Linked DNA regions of Siniperca chuatsi: region 2 is linked to region 1. Evidence: chromatin contacts called from public Hi-C data. All regions are on one chromosome and are shown on one strand. Each heading gives the region's core, a stretch centred on a gene start, on an enhancer-like site or on the middle of the called end of the contact. The rest is flanking DNA. Distances are from core to core; before and after follow the strand shown.

Evidence for each region. Hi-C and Micro-C count contacts between places; a contact is called where the count stands out from the background.
Region 2: a Hi-C map of an unstated tissue shows a contact between it and region 1, with 6 times the contacts expected there. The contact joins the promoter of phlpp1 here to the enhancer-like site in region 1. A contact is called at or near these places in 3 of 3 Hi-C or Micro-C datasets (liver, skeletal muscle and an unstated tissue).

Annotation. Positions count from the first base shown.
Region 1 is chrLG13:13,459,503-13,464,799 of ASM2008510v1, forward strand. phlpp1 (PH domain leucine-rich repeat protein phosphatase 1) reads right to left here. Exons shown (of 17, transcript XM_044220605.1): 5 at 2,712-2,858; 6 at 1,121-1,348. Among protein-coding and RNA genes, the nearest start is that of mep1bb, 20 kb to the left of the region's middle. Within about 2 kb of position 2,444, the one cell type or tissue checked has an H3K27ac peak away from gene starts, as active enhancers do. A contact at or near this core is called in liver, where this site is marked.
Region 2 is chrLG13:13,493,039-13,498,547 of ASM2008510v1, forward strand. It overlaps phlpp1 (PH domain leucine-rich repeat protein phosphatase 1), which reads right to left and starts at 3,995. Exons shown (of 17, transcript XM_044220605.1): 1 at 979-3,995. The coding sequence starts at 2,611.

The DNA of each region.
Region 1 (5,297 bases), core at 1,194-3,693:
TGGTGTACAAAGTGAGTTGTGAATTTGATGCACTTGAGATGATTATCATTCTGTCATCTACTGATGATATCTTATGTTCAAGCATTCAATTATTAGAAACCATCTAGGCAAAGACTGATATAAAAGACATAAATATATTATTCAGTCCCATTAACCAATACCAGAATTTGGTTTACTATATTCAAGCTAAAGCAACAGCCAACAATCACATCATTTCCCTGTTTGTCTTAATTGACAGACATAGACTTTGTGATGAAAAGAGGCATTATGGAGTAAAACTGTAATTTTAAAAAATGCTGTTGGGAAATAAAAACTTTTGAAAAGGTACGGCAACAATTTTGATAATGAATAATTTTAAGTAATTTATCATGGGAAAATTCTGAAAATGTGCTGGTTCCAACATCTCAAATGTGAAGATTCTTATATGATAGTAAACTGAATATCTTTGGGGTTAGAATTGTTGTTCACACAAAACACACATTTTAAAGAAGTCATCTTTCCCCCTGGGAACTTGTATCAAGCAGTTTTAACTATTTTTGACATTGTATAGACTAAATGATTCATGATTGAATCGTATTTGTCAGATTAAATCAATAATGCAAATATGAGTTAGTTGCAGCCCCAAACTCATCAATTCATTGACTCATTGCTTCAACACTTGACTGGACTCATTTTCAAAGAATAAGAACACATCCCCTTCAGAAATACCAAGTGATCTTTGCCCAAACAGGTGAGAATGCTGGAAAATGTATTGACTGACCCTGTCTAAGCAAAGTCAGGAGTGAAGTATTAACTGGTAAAATAGTGCAAGTCACTCCAGCTCTGTGCTTTTGCAAACAGTGGGAAGACACCTGATGGAGCCACTACAGGCAAATGATTTCCTGATTCTGTGCTGTCTGGCTGTCTGCTCGTGTTTTGGCTTCCTCTTAGTGGTTTTCTTTCTATCATTAGTGGGATAATATGTGTCATTGAGTACCTTGCTTTGGACAAGCATGACTGAGGACTTAAAGTGATGCTTGTTCTTGACAAAGTTGTCAAATTTCAATCACAAAATCCCTATCATAATCTCCTAATAGCAATTTTTAAAAATATTTGTAATAACCTGCCTACATGGCCGTACCTTAGATCGATGTGTTTGACACGGAGCAGTCTGAAATTCTGCAGGGTGAGTGTTTCTAGGTTGTTTCCTGCCATGCACAGCTTCTCCATGGACGCCAACTGCTCCAGCACCTGGGGCACGTGGTTGAATTGGTTGAAGGAAAGGCCTACGTAACTCAGCCTCTGGAGGGAACCCAGCTCATTGGGCAGCTCATCTAGACTGTTGCCGTCCAACAGGAACGTCTGCAAACTGAGAGAGGAACACAAGATTAGACGATTGACTCCATTCATGAAAGAAGTGATAGGCAGACTGGCATTTTAACAAAGAATTTTCTTTATTTGCACAGATAGTGTAGCTCAGGATCAATGATGTTGTGGCAACAAGGACTTCTTCAACAATTTCAGCAGTCATAATCAGTACACGTAATGTCCAGCAGATGGCAGTAGCAGCATAAATGCCCTACTGGCCACTTCAGGAATTTACAGGCATACCAGATCATTCCTGCAGATTCATTTCTCATCTAGCCCGCTTTCAACTCACTTACCTGTTAAGTTTCAAATGAGCTTTGAGTTTAAAGGACATGTACTATCCATATGCCAGTACTGACCCAGCTACTAAATGACTCCCTTAATCTATGTATTCCCTATTGTCATGGTGGGGTAAATTGGACCGGATAATGCATGAATTATCAAGTTTAAGACCCTTATTTAATTTCATTTTACACATTTTTACATTTTGCTGACACTCAGAGTAAAAGAGCTTTTCCACAGGTAAGGAGGCTGATACCAGAGCTCAACCAAAACTTAAAATATTCTGAGCATTCCCGTGAGAAACTAAATGGTTTTCAGACAGCAAAATTATTTTTTCCATCCTCTTGAAAATGTTGGCCTAGAGATAAAAAAAGTGTGATTTTTTTGGGGGGGGGCAGAGTAACAATGTCACCAAGTAATTAATTTCAAAAGTGTAATTCAGTGGTTCATCAAAGAGAGTCAGTGTTTTACTGGCAATAGAGTCCTCAAGAGGAATACGAGATAAATTGTCAAGCTTGTAAAGAAATGCTAAGGTGTGCATCAAAATACAAAAGGAGATGGTCAAAACTGGATTCTCCACAACAGATTGGCTTAATAACAAACTGAACAAACTTTTAAAATGACAGAGAATATATAAATGAATGTTTTGAACAGCTGAGTAATAAGAAAGGACTGGAGTGACATGACTTGCATAGACCAGCCATTAAACAGACAACGGGCAGGCCATGACTGAGGCAAAAAGCCACGGGCAAGCACTACAGGTGATCTGTGCAAGTTGTCGTTGTTTACTCAAATGCTGAAACTAGCAAAGTACACCATGTTGGTTGTTATGCCACGTGCGTGTTGCCAGGTAACTTCCACATTTGGCTATGTAAACTTTTTTTTCCCCCAGCCCTGAGATAGCATCAATGCAAGCAAGCATTGGCCCCAACTCAGCAGTAAAGACCCGGAACAATAAGTGAAACAACATTACAAGCCAATAGTAGGGAGAGTTACAGCTAAAGTGTATTTAGTTTAACAAAGATTTAGATCATAGTTAAACATCGGGTCTGTCTCCTCAATAACTTCCTGCTGTTACTTACTTGGTCATGGCTCCCACAGAGCTGGGGACAGAGGACAGGTAGTTACAGCTGAGGTTGACCTCCGTCAGCGTGGGGATGTCACAGATGGCCAGGGGGAACTGACCAAGGTGGTTGTTGGACAAGTTGAGGCTCCGCAGACGAGAAAATCTGGTAATAGAGGATAAAAGTTTTAATGACAAATTAGGAAAAGGCAAGAGGGGAAGAGAAGAGAGTATGAGCAAGTGATTGGGGATGTAGTTGTATCTTGTCATACTGTATATATATATTATATTACAGAGAGATTAGAAGATATTCATATAGATATTAATGAATATATTCATGGGCAATGTAGCAAAGTATAGCTTACACAGAATTTGTTTAAGTGAAAAACACACAGACTCAACACACCCATAAATAAAGCCTTCCTTAATAGTAGGACTAAACCTTCACATTTGATTGTTGAGCAAACAAGTGCAGCATTGACGTCTGTGTTGTTCATTCAAACACCAGTGACCAGTGGCATTTGGCGTGGTGTCCTATGGCAGAGCAGTGACCTTCAGAGGGGTTAGCCCCTCGGGGGGGACGACAAGGCTAAGCAGAGGAAAGGACTCTCTGGGCTGTCTTTATTTATCCACACACACATACAGACCCACACATCCAACCTGCTATCAGCTATCATGTGTACAGAGAGAGCAGCTATGGCAAGCCAGAGATGGGCAGTGCATCATAATAGCACCGCAGGCTAGAGCAGCTGCTTAAACTGGCACTACTTGATTTTACTCCCTATGTACACACACAGGTTACACACACATACACACAGTATATCATGTGATGGAGAAAAGGGCAACCGAGACGTCAGGGCTATTGATTAGGGTGGCCAAGTAATTCCAGCTGAGGGTGACTCCTGCAGGCAGTGGGCGGGGTGTGTGTGGGAAAATGTCATTCCACCATTAAATCAACCTCTGCAATCTGCTGAGTAATGCTGGTACCCCCTCCTTGTCTGTGTCATGCTGTCCCATCATGCCATTCTCTTAATTTATTTTCATGACTGTCCTTGTGTATTTAAAGCTGCAGTAATATTTTTTATTAACAATGGATGAAATGACAAGGTGTTGCTCGACCTGACGAGCTCACAAATAATTATCACCCAAATATGCTGTTCCCCTTCAGATCTACAGAGTCTTTTGGCCTCTTTTAGGTAAATGTTTTGGTTTTCCAGCCGTGGCCAGTAGCTTCTTTCTTTCAACAAAACAGGTCTGATAAACCCACTGTATGCTACCTATGCTACCTGCCCAGCACCAAACGGAAGAAGACATTAGCGACTAGCTGTTGAACGTAATGGAGCTTCTAGCAAGTTAAAGACAGATATTTTTCAAAGACCAAAACAGAGCCAAAAGGAGAGTGAATATTGGACTTACATTAGTCAGGTGGTCAGAAGACGCAAATGGAGGCTAATGCTGCTCAGTGTCTGCTGGATAAGTAAATTGTTTGTTGTTTGTTCATGATAACAACTTTATAAGGTGATAATATGTTAATCTTGTGTTTAAATTACAGCTTGTTGTGCTGACCCAAAATTGCCAAAATACCTGTTAATGTAGTTTTAAAGCTGCTAATAAATATATTTTATTCAATTATCAAGCAACCCTTTGGTTCACCTCAACTCTATGGAGCCTTTTAGCTCATTGCGTTGGTGTTCTGGCCCATAATTCCTCTGTCGTCAACCTCATTTCTAGCCGTTGTAACAACCTGTTTGTTATCTTTCAGCTAAACAGTCCACTGTGTGCTACCTGCCCAGTACCAAACAGTAGACAGACAAAGTTAGCAATTTAGCATCTAACAGTTGAACATAGTGGAGCATTTAGCAAGCTAAAAAGCCAGATATTTTTCTCAGGAGTTGGTGCAGAGCAAACAAGAGGTAAAGGGAGAGTGAATATTGGACTTTGATTCATTAAGTGAACAGAAACACAACTCTAAATGAATGCTAATGTTGCTCTATGTATGCTGGAGGTGTAAATAAGCAAATGCTTGCTAACACTTTTGCTATATCACATGATAATATGTAAAAATTGTGTTTTTAGTGGCCAAAAAAAATGTATGCAACTTTAATCCTTTCATTTGGCCTTAAATTCCCCCTTTCATCTCATATTTTGTCTTTCTGACACTATTCTGTCCAACTTTCCTCCCTCTCCCTTTCCTTTTCCCTTCATTTCCATTACTTTTATGTCCTTCATAACTTGATAAACTATCATACATATGTAAATAAACAGGTCGAAGGTTCAATCATATGCATGGAACATCAGATATTCCCCTCAGTGAGTGGTGACCTCTGTCTCATGGAGAGATGCATGCTGGGAATAAAGTTCCATGCCAGAGGAAAGAGCTAGTATCCCAGACAACTGATTATGCATATCTGATTGGCAAATCACCCACCAGTTAGTATTTGGACAGAGAGAATAGAGAGAGAAGGGGAGAGGCATGTGGCAGGTTCACACATTCCATTCCTCTTGGAGAAATACAAAGCACTATGACCCCATGTTAGATGTCAGAGAAAGCCAGTGTTTATACTGAAACAAAAACAGACTCTCACACAACAGTCCACACAAAAAC
Region 2 (5,509 bases), core at 2,745-5,244, 35 kb after region 1:
CCCAGCTTGGCAGGCAGTTAGTTAGTGTGACAGTATCCACGCTGGATGCCAACAGGACAGGCACTGTGCAGCATCTAAATGACCAGAATTCACTGGGTCCACAGAGAGGGTTTATGGTCCTCCCAGCCATACCGCTCCCACCCCTACTCTCCATCCAACCACAAAGGCATTCAGCCTTTTCATTAGGATGATAATGGGGCAAAAGCCGGAAAGGGCCCCATGTCTGAGCACCATAAGTTGTGGCGATGGCTTTGTGGCAATGTCATGCGTGTCCATGGGAGCACAGTGTGCTGCTACAGTCCAATAAAGACAGTCAAGGACAGAAGAAACAACAAAAACAAAAACAGACCTGTACATTTAAAGGAAGTCCCAGAGGCAAGGTAGATCTGGCAAACCAGCAGCCTTTGGACCATGACCTCACTCTGACCCATTCGTGACACTACACAGTTAAACCTGAACATGGTAAACCATCACTGGGAAGCACGCTTAGGCTAGACTTTTAATAATAACCCTCTGAATTGCTGCCACAGTTATCAGTAAAGGTCATGTGCTGTACTCACCTTGCCTGACACCATTCACAAGCAATGTGTGGCAATAATATCTGGAACATGTGGGCCTGTTCTTTTCAATCCTACATTAGACTCTGAGCTCATGCTCCTTACTGTGTGCACCGAGAGCTTGGTCAGTTTTCAAATTAAGAAATATGCCCTACTCTCCTGTGAAAATTATACTGTTGTCTCAGCAAAAAGGGAAATAAATTGTTGCTTTGCTCTATTTGTACAACGGCATAATGTACACCTGCATGAATGTACCTGCCTCATTTTGTTATGCAGGTTGCCAACCTGTTACTACAACACTAATGATCTGCAGTCCAAACCACGTAGTGTGCAAAAGAGAAGGCCTCAACAAGTCCCAGAATGAGCAGAAACCTGATCATGAGAGAATGTGATTATATCTTTCAGGCATCATTTAACTTACCTGCATAGAAACGTAACAAGGAGCCAATTTCTGTGTTAAGCCCTTCCTCTTGAACTCTCCACGGGTCCTTAAATCCAAGCTTAAAGAGAAAGTCATTCTGGATCTGCAGAGGCCTCTCATCTGGGCTAAGCCTTCTGACAGCTTCACCATGCAGCTGAACATAAAGTGTGGGGCTAGAATCACAGGAATCTCCATTGTGATCTGCTGTCAGCCCTGATTTTACAGCACTTTGGCCACAGTCCAGATCTTGGATGTCAGGTGTATTACCTGTAGAACAGGCTCTTGACAAAGAGCCGGCACTACTGCTGGGTGGCAGGCTGCCCAGACTGTGTGGGTTGAGTCTGCTATCTGGCCCCATGTTGTTTGACATGTTGTTTAAATGTCCATTGTTGCACTGCTTGTAGTTGGCAGTGACAGCGTTGATTCCATTGGTGTGATGTTGGGAGATGGGGTCCATGCTTGTGCTCGACGCAGGACAGTCAAGCTCCAGTTCGTCCGAGGAGCTGCCATACATGTCGTGGCCCTCTGTGGCACTATCAAATGAGGGGCTGAGGATGGACGCCTCTGTGCCGAGGACCATGTCATCACTGAGGGAGTCCCTGTGCTCGCTGAGCCGGGCCCCGGAGCTCAGCTCATCAAACGCACTGCTCTCCACATCTGAGCCAGAATTTAATCCATAGCTGTCCACACCGTTCCTGTGCTCAGAGTCATCATCATTGGGGGTATCCATGTTAGAGTTAGAGTTTAAATATGACAGTGAACAGGCTATGTTGTCTTGTGACTCTGATTCTGGGGTGAAAAGTTTTCCATCAACGTCCTGTTGCTTTTGCCTCTCATCTGCATTCCCCATGAGCAGCAGTCTCAACCTGTCACTTGGATGGCCCCTTAACTCTGTGGATTCCAGGGGTGTCAGGTGGTTGCATTTTATACTAGAGTCTTCATTCACCTTACATGGGTTATCATTATATTCATACTTCATATTGCAGTTTCCATTTTGGTCAGTCTTGGGGTTATCTTTACAAAAAATGCGCATAACGGAGCTCGACTTACTGCAGAGTTTACTCAGACGGAGCGCCACCTCGCCGGCTGTTGTGTCCATAGTGCAAAGGACCGGTCTGGGATATGAGGGCGTCAGTCTGTCGTGGACATGTATGGAGCCCCGGTGGAGATCTGCTCTCACCCACTCGCGATCTACGGGCTGCAGCTGCATGTTCTGTCGGTGCTTCAGCAGAGTCTTCCTATCCAGACTCCGAGTATGTAAAGACGCAGAGGACAGGGCCGAGTTCATCTTGGCGCCGCAGGCGGCAGTGACAGCTGAGGTGGCGGTGGCTGCAGCTGCGGCGGAGAGGTTCCTCTTCAAGCGCCTTCGTCTCAACAGGAGAGAGCTGGAGTTGCTGGATGAGCCCCGGCCATTAGACGCCACAGTTCGGTTTGACGCACTAGATCCCACTGTAGAGGCGGAATGTGAGAGGGTATTCCCGTTCTTTGCCTCTACGCAGGAGGGTGCCAAATGTCCACCGCCATCATCCGCTGGAGTCCCCGGGGCGACAGACAGTCCGCTGGGCTTCTTCATTAACTTGGTCGCGCCTCCATCCGACGCGCCATCCTCAGCGAGAGCCTGCACACTTTCCATCTCTGCCAATGAAAAGTCCCCCACTCTAAATAAATAACGGTGCGCACTTGGTTACACCTACAACCACTACATTTAAAAGCCTGAATACGTTCCCAACGCGCGGTAAATGTCCGTCAGCTGGGCGGTGTTGCTGACTTATATTCCACTAGTAGTCATTCACTCTTGTCTTCCTTTCCCTGTCGGAGTCTCCTCCGTTGCTCCAAAAAAAACATTTTACCGATTCAATTCGCTGAGAAGAGGCTGGGCGCGCCGGGACATATCAGGGCGGCGACGTGACTGTGCGTCCCATTTAGACCAAGATACAGCGCTGGAATATGAAATGAACGTCGGCCGACCTCCTACGCAAATACTGACTGCTATATATTCATGAGGAGGACACAAGATGGGGTCGCTAACAACAACGCAGTGGATTGTGGGGAGTGTATTGTGCCAGTATGCGTGCTGCAATCGCCGCTGTTGGTAAGAAATTATGTCACGAATGCATTTCCCAAGAAGCTTTTCTTCAGTTTCAGACAAGTGAGGCGGTGAACCGATGAGAGGTGTAAACATAGCTCGTATAAATTGTGTGATGTGGAGCCAGAAGTACGCACTCTTATGTACTGTAGTGTTATATCCACTGCGTGTATGCGTACAGTGGAGAAACCCACCATGCCACCCACTGGAGTTAAGTTACTGCGTACGCAGCCACAACTTATCAACTGTTGAACATGATATACATTTTTTAACTGTAATTTATTAGGCTTCAGTTCACAAGAACATACAGTGCCATTTCCCTTTAATGAATTTTTCTGCATGGCAAAATTTAGCTTCGCTGTAGGTCTATTTATTTTAGACTAGTGGTGACTAGGCAAATAACTAACAGCACCATCTCATCAGGACGCCATTTCACAAGGCCATACAGCCCGGCTCATTCTACATGCTCTTATTCTATTGTATTTCTCGCCATCTAGTGGAGCGAACCGCAAGGCTTGACCTAAACCTCTTCCTGTCGAGGGCGCAGTGACCCTGAGAAAGAGGAAGCCCGGTGGTTTCACTGTTTTTTCAGGTCACCTTTTTTCTAAATTTCTAAGCCAAAGGGGTGAGACACGTGCAAATCCAGTTTTATTGTCTACTTACATATAGGGTTTCTTACAATTATTTTTAAGTTTTATTCCACAATATTTGCACACACTTTTGTGGCTGCTAAAGTGGTGCAACTTACCTTACATTAAACGTTTTAGTGTTTGGAAGTATGCAGATCCTTTAATTAATGCCACACTGTGAAAATACTCCACAACAAGTAAAATACTGAATTCAAAACCTTACTTAAGTAAAAGTATGTAAGTATGATTAAGATAGGCCTACTTAAATTTTTAAAAGTAAAAGTATTCTGCAGGAAAAAAGGTCCCTGTCAGTGTTTTACTATTATATGATGTTTTTGGATTAATATTACTGCTGCATTCATGTGTGTTGCATTTTACTGCTGTAGATGTTTAAGTTTGAGCTAATTTTATCTACTTTATATACTGTTGGGTAGTTTAATCTATAGCTATGCATTATCTTCTGTAAGATCATCATGTTAGTAGCATCGCTGTCCTGTGAGAACCACGTATCTCTAAAAAGTCAACTTTTCATGAGCTCAGAAAAAAAAACCTGTTTTCAGCTTTGTGACTAAGCATTTTCCAGCTAATCCAAATGGGGGGGGGGGTTAAATAGTTTATTTATCTTAAGAAGTAGGAGAATTTTCTCAACCCATAAAGGACCTTAATCCTTCAATTTATCACATTCAAAATCACCAAATTTGGAGATACATGATTTTCACTGGACAAGAAGGGTATGAAAAATTGTCATCTGAAAAGTAACTAAAGCTGTCAGACAAATGTATTGGAGTAAAAAGTAAACCATCATAAACCTGTGATCTAAATGTAAACAAGAGGCTAGTCTCGCTACAAAAAATGAGAAAAGATATGTCTTTCAAACTGATTTACAGACCTACCTAAAACTAGAAAAAATAAATCTTGTTTACTGATACAATGAGAGGTTTCTTCATATATCAAAAGCAATAAAACAGACCTATAGTTTCATCTCTGATTGGTTGAGAAACACAGATTGTAAATCTATAGCATAAAAACTTATGTGAATATCAAATATAATCAAATTTATATGGCGAAAAGGGTCTGAGGACACCTTGTCAACCCTTTTAAAGCATATGGACTGTTGAGTGTCATCCTGTCAGCCTGCACTTGTTTCCAAACTTAAATAAACTTTATGTTCCAATTTCAAAACCAGTTCAGCCTCAGCTTTTGTATGTGAATTCAGAATAAGTTTATCAAGGTGACAAGTAGATGTTTTACTTAGTGGAAGGCCTGCAGAAAATAACTGTAATTATGTCCAGTCTTTATTTCGCAGCTCCCATAGTGGAAAAAGCTCTTTTGAGGGTGAGGAGGTTTCAAATCTATTGTATACATGGGGGATTCATAACAAACTTTATGAAAAGTGACTAGAATTAAAGGGTAGGTTAACTTTTTTTAAAGTCCGTCTTAAAACAATACTCACATGCCCATATGTACATTGAAGCAGTTTTAGCTTGCTGTAATCATTCCTCCTGTTCATTAAAAGATCACTTCCTAATGCACTTCCAATGTAAATAAGCACAAATTGTTTCAATGTATGGGCACCTGACTATTGTTTTAAGACCGACTTGAAAAATTGTGAACCTATCCTCTAAGATGGGAAGATACAATATGCCACACATCAACTTCTTATTACGTCAGAGTAGGTACAGACAACGTCCTGCTGAACTGGTTACGTTTAACCGTGTCTATTTTTTAGTGCTGCATTTGCATTTTTAGAGTCATACAATTTTATCATCTAAATGGCTAAGCAGATTTTTAATGCGTCACTTATTTGCAGTCAGTG